2 separate regions of the Sus scrofa genome follow, and region 2 is linked to region 1. Evidence: chromatin contacts called from public Hi-C data. All regions are on one chromosome and are shown on one strand. The core of a region is the stretch at or near the end of the contact, and the rest is flanking DNA. Distances in the headings are between cores, read along the strand shown. Region 1 overlaps HOXA3 (homeobox protein Hox-A3). Region 2 has its middle 75 kb from the start of SKAP2.

The links. Hi-C and Micro-C count contacts between places; a contact is called where the count stands out from the background.
Region 2: a contact with region 1 is called in a Hi-C map of omental adipose tissue, with 2.0 times the contacts expected there. The contact joins two enhancer-like sites. A contact is called at or near these places in 2 of 47 Hi-C or Micro-C datasets (embryonic fibroblasts and omental adipose tissue) and 1 of 2 datasets of contacts at active chromatin or transcription factors (skeletal muscle).

What each region holds. Positions count from the first base shown.
Region 1 is chr18:45,433,283-45,438,395 of Sscrofa11.1, forward strand. HOXA3 (homeobox protein Hox-A3) reads left to right here. Exons shown (of 6, transcript XM_021079043.1): 2 at 534-637. Among named protein-coding and RNA genes, the nearest start is that of HOXA5, 6.1 kb to the left of the region's middle. Within about 2 kb of position 1,414, at least 6 of the 83 cell types and tissues checked have an H3K27ac peak or open chromatin away from gene starts, as enhancers often do. A contact at or near this core is called in omental adipose tissue, where this site is marked.
Region 2 is chr18:45,559,743-45,564,654 of Sscrofa11.1, forward strand. No RefSeq gene overlaps it. Among named protein-coding and RNA genes, the nearest start is that of SKAP2, 75 kb to the right of the region's middle. Within about 2 kb of position 3,344, at least 8 of the 83 cell types and tissues checked have an H3K27ac peak or open chromatin away from gene starts, as enhancers often do. A contact at or near this core is called in omental adipose tissue, where this site is marked.

The sequences.
Region 1 (5,113 bases), core at 164-2,663:
TGCTGCCTCTCTTCTTAGGCAATCCTAGGCCTCCACTTGCTGAAGAGGATGCTATGTCAAGTTGTGGCCCCCAACCCTCTGCCCTTAACCCACCCAGGCACCCTTTCCCGCTCCTCGCCCTCCTGAACCCAGTTGGCTTCTTTTGCTACAATTAATTTGCTACAAATGGAAGGTACTTACCCCATCCTAGCTTGATTGGGAAACTCCTCAGAGCAGCTAAAGCGCAACTAGAGATTTGCACATTTACCGACTGCTTACACTGATGCCTTCTTTCCTTTTAAAAGTTATAAAACAGTAAACTTTATAAGCCCCAGTTCCGGCTATATGACATTTGGGTGCCAAATGAATAGGGTTTTGTCTATGAATTAGATCGTAAAATCATCCATAGCACAGACAGATCGGCTCACTGGCTATAAAACGTCACGTGGGGCCATTAAAGTAAGTTTTATGGTTTTGGGGAGTTGACATCCAACATTATATACCACATAACATATAATCTCACTGACGCTGGACTCCATTTGACTCTTTTGCAGGCTACGTGTGCCGCCTGGTCATTCAAATTGTCAATTTTAGGTCCAGAAGTGTCCAACCCACAAGTTCTCAAAACTCTCTGAAAAATGGCTCCCTCCGAGTTAAGGTAAGCTCGCCCCCTGAGCGCTTTCAAGTTGATTTGTACTCTGAAAACTTTGTTTCTCGCGATCTGTGTGCGTGTATGTGTTTCTGTGGTTCTGTAACGGTGAGGTCGCCTCGGAATTCCAAAGGGAAGAGCAAACTTTCCCTGTGCCCAGATTAGCAGCACCACGAGCCAGCTTTCGGAGGCACCGCGGTGCAGAGCGCCTGTGGCCGCGCCGCATCCTTAGGCCTAACTTTAATTGCTGCACCACCGCGGATGTTAATGACTTCCGCTGCTCTCGCCGCCGTGCAAAAAGATGATTTTTGTGTGCGAGTGGGCCTGCGTGCGGAGCCTGGGCCGGGCCGCCCCATCCCCGGGCTGGCGGGTCGGGGCTCTGCGGGGTCAGCGGGGCCCTGGGTGGGGCGCGGGGCGGGGGGGGGGTGCTGGGAGCCGGGGGTGGGGGTGGGCGCCGGCCGCGGGCGCCGAGGCCGCGCTGCGCTGGGGACTTTGAAAGAAAGGCCCGGGCAGGGCCGAGGCGGACGCTGGCGGGATTCCTTACGGGGCTGTGGCCATACGTCTTCTCGGGCCGGGGTCATTTGGCAGCCCTGAGTCGAGGCGGCAGCCTTCGGGGCCGGGTCGCAGGCTGGCTCGGGAGAACCGGAGGGTGGCAGAGGCTGGCGGGCGCGGGCCGCACCTCCAGGCAGAGCCCCTGGGTTGCCAGGCCGAGCCCAGGCCGCTGGAGCCCGCGGGGCGCTGGGGACCGCGGGTCCCCACCTGGGGGAGGGGGGAGGGCTGAGCACCCCTCCCCCGCGCCGGGGACCAGGCCCTGAACCTTGTCTGCCTGCACGTTCTTTTTATTTCGGTGGGACTGTTCTCACCCGCCTGTGAGTCTGAAGCAATAAACTTTATGGCCGGATTTAACTTTAGTCTTTGAATCCCTAGGCTAAATGAAAGGAGTTCCAGCGCTTTCTTTTCTTCCGCCTGGCCTTTCTTCTCCCTCTCTCCTTCCCTTTTCCTCTCCTCCTTTGTAGAATTAGAACGTCTCCGCACAGGACCCTCAAGAGGCACCTCAGGCATCCCCCTAGATAACACTCAAGATGAGAGAAACTTATTCCCCCGCCATATACAGACAAATTCTCTCTCCCAAACTGTGCCCTAAAGTTTGGGGGGAACTCGAGGTGTCTTCAATGCCCAACTTAAAAGTCCCCAGAGCCATTAGGTTGTTTTCCCTCACACATCATAAAGGGTAGTTTAGGGAAGAAATTGGTCGTTTGTCAGTAGGAGACTTCCGGCTTTCTTTTGTTAGCTGCTCTTTCTGTTTGATCCCAGGAAATTTACATAATCTATGATTTCCAAAACAGTTCCCAGTATTGCACCAACGGGTGAAGTAAGGTGAAGTAAATTTTTCCTGGGTACAATTCCCACTTGGTCTCAGCCACCCCATCTGGCCCAGTCCCCTATATTCTTCGTGGCAAAGTTGTGGCAGGGGATACTGTGGCCTGTCCTGAGGTCTTTCTCTGGATGGGTACCCACAAGGGATCTAGCAGATTCCGCCCATCCCGTATAAAGAGCTAAGCCAAATTCTCCAAAGAAGAAATGAAACAAAACAAAAAAAAAAAAAAAATGAGAACTTCTGTCTCCAAAGGCTTTTCTCCCTAAGAACTGGCTGGGTAGTTTTGTGCAAGTGCTAATAGGGAAAGATATGTACTAAGTCCTTCAAGTGAAAACAGTTCAAGTATAGATGTGGAATTTCCACAAAGTGTATTGTGCAGAGGCCACCTATATTCGACACAAGTCCAAGAGACATCCCCAAAATTGGAAGTCCAGAAAGCAAAACCTGGGAAGTTTTTTGAAAAATTGAACCCTTCCCCCCCAAGTGCCACTGTTCTTGAATAGTGACAGGGCAGAATCTCTGAAATCGTTTTGTGTAACCTGTTAAAGCGAGCATTGGTAGTTCAGCGCTCAGGAAGGTGCATCTCCAATTTAATGGGAACCAGAATATAAACCCAATTTGGGTTCTCTTTTAGTGTGTGTGTGTGTGTGTGTGTGTGTGTGTGTGTGTGAATTGTGGAGTCTTTGTTCTGCTGCTCTGAGTTTCAGGTTCTTTATTAGAAAATATTGGGTTAAGGGTGTATTTTAGTTACTCATCTGGTGATCTTGCTTGAGTGATTTCTTGGTGGCTAAAATTCATGGCAGAAAGAAGAGAGAGAGGGCTGCTGGCAGGTTCATTTGAGTAACTCGCCTGGAGGAAGTGTCCACACCACCTCCATGGCCACATCCCACCCTGGGGTGTGCGAATGGGCAGAAAGGCTGTTGGAGCAGCATCACACAATATGGGGAATCTTTCCCACGCATTTAAAAAAAAATCACAGGCTATAAATATTGTCAACTTGCTTATTTCTGTCTGTTGTAATCATCATAAAACTTTAGCGTTTAAGAGAGCATGCCAACTCACATGGAGTTCAATGACTTTTTAAAAATACAGCATCCAGTCAGACCTATGTGGGCGTCATTGGAGAATTTTTTTTCTTTCTTCCTATTTTCATAGGAAGCATAGTAAAGAGGGTGGCTGGTTATCTGCTCATTTTGTAGATAAGTTATTTGTTTTCTTCTGCATTCTTTTGGGCTGTTTTTACAGAGGAACTTAGAAAAAAATCTCTGTCGTTGAGAGCTTTATGAAGACATCCAGCCTCAGCCGGGGGCAGAAGTGTCTATCTTGCTCCTTGCCTTGCAAAAGGCGAAGGCATCCGAAATGTCCCGGCCCCGTTTGTTTCTGCAAGCTGAAGGGACAATATTTCCTGAACGATAAATATAATAGGAAGCTGCTTCTGGTCACACTTACTTAGGGGTCTGTTAGGGTTTCCATGGTCTAATTCCACAACATTATGCCAAGATTCCTTTTTTTCCCCCTCCTCTTTCCCCTGCTTCATTGTTGGCAGCTCTGGGAGAGCAGGACAGAATTTTCTACCAGAAACGGAGTCATGTTCATTTGTTGAGATGTGAAGAGTATTATATCCAAACAATTAGTGAGGGGAAAGCAAATTACATCCTGAAAGATAGGCTATTAAAGAGGAAACAACCCTTTTAGCTTAAAAGATGCCCTTCAAAGCCTCTCCCCACCTTCGCTCCAGAGTCTGTCCTGAGGTTTGCCCACCGTGGGGAGTGCACAACATTGTGGGCACCAGCCCTCTGGCTTCTAAGGCAGAATTTCTCTCCAGTCATTGACAAAACTATAAACACTATAAACGCGGGGCTTCCAGCCAGGGCCGAGGGGGTCTGCCTAGGCTCCCACCCACATAGGAGAGGGGAGCCACAGTCCTAGCCATTCCAAACCCCAGGGCTGGCAGATCTGCCTGGGTCTGCTTTATTTGGTGTTTTGCCACAAAGGAAGCTGCCTTTCTCCCACCGGGCCCCCTCCCCACAAACCGGTCTTTTCAATAATAATATTTGTTATGAAGGTTATTGGGTAATTATTGCGATTTTGTGAAGCAGCCCTTGCTGGAGGTGAAGTCTGTCATCGCCTAACAAATGACGCCCGTGCAGTTCACTGCCGGGTTAAGTAAATGCAGAGAAGATAAATCTGCACACCCTAGGAATCGCCAGCAGAGCACGCTTTAGTACAAGTTCACAGTCAACTTGCCTGCCTGGGCCGGCTCTCCCAACAATTAGGGCTGCGTCTTTATTTTTAAATAAAGGAAAAGTCTCCAGCTCCCATCGTCTGCTTTCTTCCCATCTTCTCTTGCCTTCCCTTTTTTCGAGGTTCCCCTACTTCTGTGAGGTGTCCTACTCCAAATTTGACTCCAAATAATGACGAGTGATTTAAAAATAATCTCATTCCTATTGAAGTGCTGACACAAGGAGGTAGGAGGCCGATTTGGCAGGAAATACAGTCACAAACACACAAGAATATCCAATTCGCCCTCTTATTCCAAAAGGCGGTGGCAAGCAGGGCGTCCCTGAGCTCCCGGGGTTGGGTGGGGGGCTTCGCCTTGAAAGAAAAGGCCCAGCTTTGTGTATCTTTGTGGTTGCAACTGCAGGTCAAAAAGTTGAGGGTCAAAAGTTTACGTTGTGCAGCACTCTTAGTCATCTGCCCAGACAGAGCTTGAGGTCGGTGTTAGAGCTGCGATCTTGACTATCAGCACAAAAGATAAAACGGCTCGGAGCGCCGCGTGTATCACCGTATGGACTCCAGGTGAACCCTAGTGGTTGAATGACCTCAATTACGAAGGAAAGGATAGAAAATTCCTCTTTTCAAGAGTAATATATGCTGTATTTCATCTTGAATGATCGCTCCCATTCTGAGGGAATAGCAGCAGGTAAATAGGCATAGATTATTGGAACACCCACACCTTAGCTGCTGGAGCACCAGGAGTCTGTTTGTGGCTTCGTCACAAAGTGAAGAAGCTCAGCACTCATCAGTGGACCTTTAAGAAATAACGTAGCACGTTTCCAGTGTTCCATCATACCTTCCAAGGGGAGGGAAGGGGGCAGGAAACTTCC
Region 2 (4,912 bases), core at 2,094-4,593, 130 kb after region 1:
GGCTTGAATCGGAGCTACAGCTTCCCCGCCACAGCCACAGCCACAGGAACCCAGGATCCAAGCTGCACCTTCGACCTACACCACAGCTCACGGCAAAGCCAGATTCCTGATCGAACCTGTGTCTTCATGGATAGTGGTCGGAGTCATTTCCACTGCACCACAACAGGAACTCCTGTAAATGTGATTTCAGAACATGTCACTTAAAATTTGTCTTCAAAGCATTTCTAAAAACTCACTCCTATTTACACAATAAATATTTATGTATTTGAGGTGGAAATTTAGCAGAAAACATTTCAAATTAATTACTTAAGAAAACAATCTCCTCTGTTCTTTGCTGTTTTAAGAGCTGCTTTGGAAATGCCCAAGAGTCAGCACACAGTGATAGAATATCCTACACATGGCTGAAGGTCAAGGCATAGTAATTCTGACAGTTTGCTCCAGAGCTTTGCCTCCAAACATGCTCTTTAAAAACTGGTGTCACCTTCCATAATAAGAGCAGATTGTGAAAGACTTTTGATACTTAAAAAATATCCCTTCCAGTGTATGATTGTGGGAGCTTGCGAGAAATGTGTTTATAACTTTCACATTTCTTAGCCGCATAAATTTCATTCTTTTCCTTCTCATTGCGTGTTTATAGATGAAATAAAGAGGCAGGTAGAAAGGAGGGTACATGCAATAACTAACCTAAATGAGAAATACATGGTCATTGAAATCTAAAAGGCAGGGAGGGTTCGATCTTTGGGCTCACCTATAATTTGTGCACCATAAATGTAGAAGGAGGTCAGCAGGGACTTTTTAATGACAGTGCTGTCTATAACAGTATCATCAAGCAAGACATTGGCATAAATCATTGGCACTTTGCAAAGTGTCACTTCTGTCAACCTTCTAGTGATGTGATCTTTAGTCTTTCAAATCCATAGACTGGCATTTGGATCAGCTAAGCATCTTACATCCTGTCTTGCATATTAAAGCTGTTTTAGCCAATATTGAAATGCTGAAGTCATGCTTGTTCTAAAATATTTGTAAGCAACTGACCTAATAACCAAGCTTTACTCTTGGTAAAGCTTGCAGAGTTTCCTGTTAGCAAATGAAGTTGTTATTCACTTTAGGAAGTTCCCCAGGAAAAAAAAAAAAAAAAAAAAGATAATGTAGCAGTGATTTTTATATCGCTTCAAAAGACTTGTATCAATAACGCTTTTATTTTAAGTTCAAAGACAACTTTGCTTTTGGTTTAAGTTTGATCTACAAAATAAACTGCTTGTTAAAGTGACTGATATGCAGTTGGAGGAATTTCATAAGAACAGTAATAACAGCATTGATAAACATAATAAATTATCCTTGCCTAGATGAAATAAAATGAATCCATATCTGTATATAATAAGATGGAAAATCTGTATGCTTTACTTCAATTTAATTTGAACGAGTGCTTGTACTCAGCAGGATTGCTATTTGCATCTATAGAGCTCAAGTCTTTGAGAACTTGCATTGGTGTTTAGTGATTCTGAAATTAAACTGAAGAGCATCTTGAGAAGCATAAAGCTGATTCATACCTCCTTATTAAGTTTTCATCATAATTTTCTCCCTAAACTTTATATTCTAAGTGCACTGTTTTGAGAAGACTAAATTTGAGGCACTAGAGCTCAGTTGTACTATGTGGGCATTATGGTTTGGGTTGCAGTACTGCAGTTAATTTCATTTAAAGCTCTTTCAGACACAGATATTTGTCATCATAGGAAGAGACCTTTGGAGGTGTAAACAATGCTAGCCTCTCAAAGGTTAAGTTTTTACCACCACTACCACGTCTCCCCCTCACCCCCTGGTATGGCACCTTAGGAATCGTAATAGCCTTTAAAATCTGTGCTGTGAATTTACAGTGTCCCAGTATCCTTGGAACAATCAAATTCCCCTTTGTCCAGCTCCCTATCATCCCAAGGAGAGTAGAGAAGTCTCCTGTGTGAAACCTTTAAGGTGGCTGCAGACAAGAGCAGTTTCAACCCCAAATTAAGGAGCCTCTAGGAGTTCCCGTCGTGGCGCAGTGGTTAACGACTCCGACTAGGAACCATGAGGTTGCGGGTTCGGTCCCTGCCCTTGTTCAGTGGGTTAGGGATCTGGCGTTGCCGTGAGCTGTGGTGTAGGTTGCAGACGCGGCTCGGATCCTGTGTTGCTGTGGCTCTGGCGTAGGCTGGTGGCTACGGCTCCGAATAGACCCCTAGCCTGGGAACCTCCATATGCCACAGGAGCAGCCCAAGAAATGGCAAAAAGACAAAAAAAAAAAAAAAAAAAAAAAAAAAAGAGCCTCTAAACTTCTCCTGGATTCTCAGAGTATCACTGAGACAGCCAGAATCCAGTTGATCTGGTAACACAAGACATGAGAATGAGAAGCTAAGCATTCCCGGGGGTCCATTCAAGTTCTAGGGCACTTTTGGTTATGGAAATACCCCTTAAGATGCTGCAAGACTCCTAGAAAGACAAGACATAGTCTCAAAATTTGCTAAATACTCCTTTTTTTTTTTTTCTACCTGCTTATTTGTGGCATCTTCCCTTTCGAGCCTTGGCTGCCTGCCTCCCAAGTGCCTGAACACTAGTAGAAACTACAAAGTACCGGCTCCTCTATTTGAAATTTTCGTTTGTTTTTAGAATGTGTGAAACTTTCACTTTGTTCAGAGCAAATCCTGGCCTTAAAGGAAACAATCGAACCACTCTTTTCCAAAGCGAAGTTTGGCAGAAGAATAGTTTCATTGGACAAGGTACTGTATATACTCCCCATTTTAATTTCAACTTTGCCAATGACCTTGTGCATAATTAAAAGGGGAAAAAGATTCAAAAAAAAAACCACAGAAAATGGTGATACAAATAAAACAGATGCTGTCTTTCCCCAGCCCTGTGACTGAGATCTCATAAAACAGCTCTATTTCAACCTTCCAGTTATAAAACAGGAATGATCATCCATGTTTACTATAGTAGGTGCTTATAAAAAAAGATTTTTTAAATTCCAAGTTAAAAAAACCTCAACAATCTGTTGTTTTTGCCCAGACCTAATTGTGCATCAAACTAGAAATAGTAGAAACTATTTTAGAAACTAGAAATAGCCTCTCTAAAGACAGGGTTTATTGTGCAGAGCTGACCGCCTCAGACTCATCCCCACCCTTTCCTGGCTTGGCCTGTGTTCCAGGAGGGCGGACGTCTGAAGGCTTCGTTTCCCTGCTTCCGAGTAGAAGCCGGAGACTAAAGGGCAGGAGGAGGGAAGACGCCGTCAGGTTTCTCTCTTCTCTCTGCCTCGGGCCCGCGACTCTTTTCAGCTGTGGTTCTAGCTTCTGCGGGGTGACCCTGCTCCCCAGGCTCCAACAGCTGCCTCCTCTCTTGGTCTTCTAGGTTAGGGAGCAGTCATGCTTTGCTCATCTCGGGCTGCCTCACTGTCTCCAGTTTGCATTTTAGCTCTTCTGCACTTGCGTTACCCATTCCGTCTGTTTCAAATACTCCTGTTGGCTTACTGACCTGCTCAAAGTCTGATTAATTCGCATATCTGCAATAGTCATTGATAATTTTACCCTGTCCCTCCCCAAGAGAGGACAAGGAAAGAGACAAGAGGAAGGAAGGAAGAAGCGGGGGGAGAGAGGGGGCTTTCAGGCTATTTCTGCTGCTTCATAGCCCTTTCCTCTTGCCGCCTCCCTCTGCCTCGCCTTAAAACCATGGTGTGGCCTGTTGATGAGCAGAGTCCTCTCAGGGCAGAGACGGGGACTGAGATATAAGCAGGCTGGGGGTGGGCGTGGAATGGGGAGGAGTGCAAAAAGCACTTATCGGAGGGTCCCAGGTAACCCCGGTTGTTCTACCAGGGGGACCCCTATGATTTCCAACCAGATTCAGGCTCCTCCCCGATGGCCCCTTATTTCCATCTTTTCTTTTCTATCCCATTGCCCACTCACCCCTCCAAACTCCTTAGTACCTCCGCTGCATTTTTAAAAATAAAGTTTTAATTTCAGAATAATTTTGATAAATAGTTCTGTATAAATAGTACAGAATTGCCGTATGCCCCACAGGTAGCTACCCTGTTATTAGCATCTTACATTAGTTTGGTACACTTGTCACAAATAATGAATGGGTATTCGTAGATTTTTTTAACATACTTTATGCAGATTTCCTTAGTATCTCCATGATATCCTTTTGCCCTCCAGGATCCCATCTAGGAGAGCATGTTGCATTTAGTCATGTCTCCTCCTCAGACTCCTCTTGGCTGTGACAGTTTCTCAGACTTTGTTTTTGATGATCTAATAGTTCTGAGACGTGCTAGAGAGGTATTTGTAGCCTGTCCCTCAGCTGGGATTAGTCCTTGATGCTTTTCTCTTGCTTAGACTGGGGTTTGTGTTTTGGAAAGGAAGACCGCAGAGGAAGAATGCCATTTTCATCACATCACACAAGCTAGCAACACGACTTACCAGTGTGGCTTACAGCCCTCATCACCCGGCTGGTTTCTGTCCTACGGACTTACTCTCTTTATCCCCCTTTCCATACTGTATTCCCTGCGCGTAAGTCATTATGGGACAGCCCACACACAAGGAGTGGGGAGTTATCCTTCTCCGAGGATATTTCAATAAAGTATTGGGATTTTTTTTTTTTTTTTTTGCTTTTTAGGGCTGCACCTAGCCATATAGAAGTTCCTAGGCTAGGGGTTGAATTGGAGCCGCAGCTGCTGGCCTACACCATTGTCATAGCAACACCAGATCTGAACTTCCTCCTTGACCTCCACCTCAGCTCACAGCAACCCTGGGTCCTTAACCAACTGAATGAGGCCAGAGATCAAATCCATATCCTCACAGATCCTAGTTGGGTTCTTAATCTGCTGTGTCCCAACGGGGACTCTGGGAATTCTTTTAATCATGAAATCTATTTTATTTATTTATTTATATATATGAAG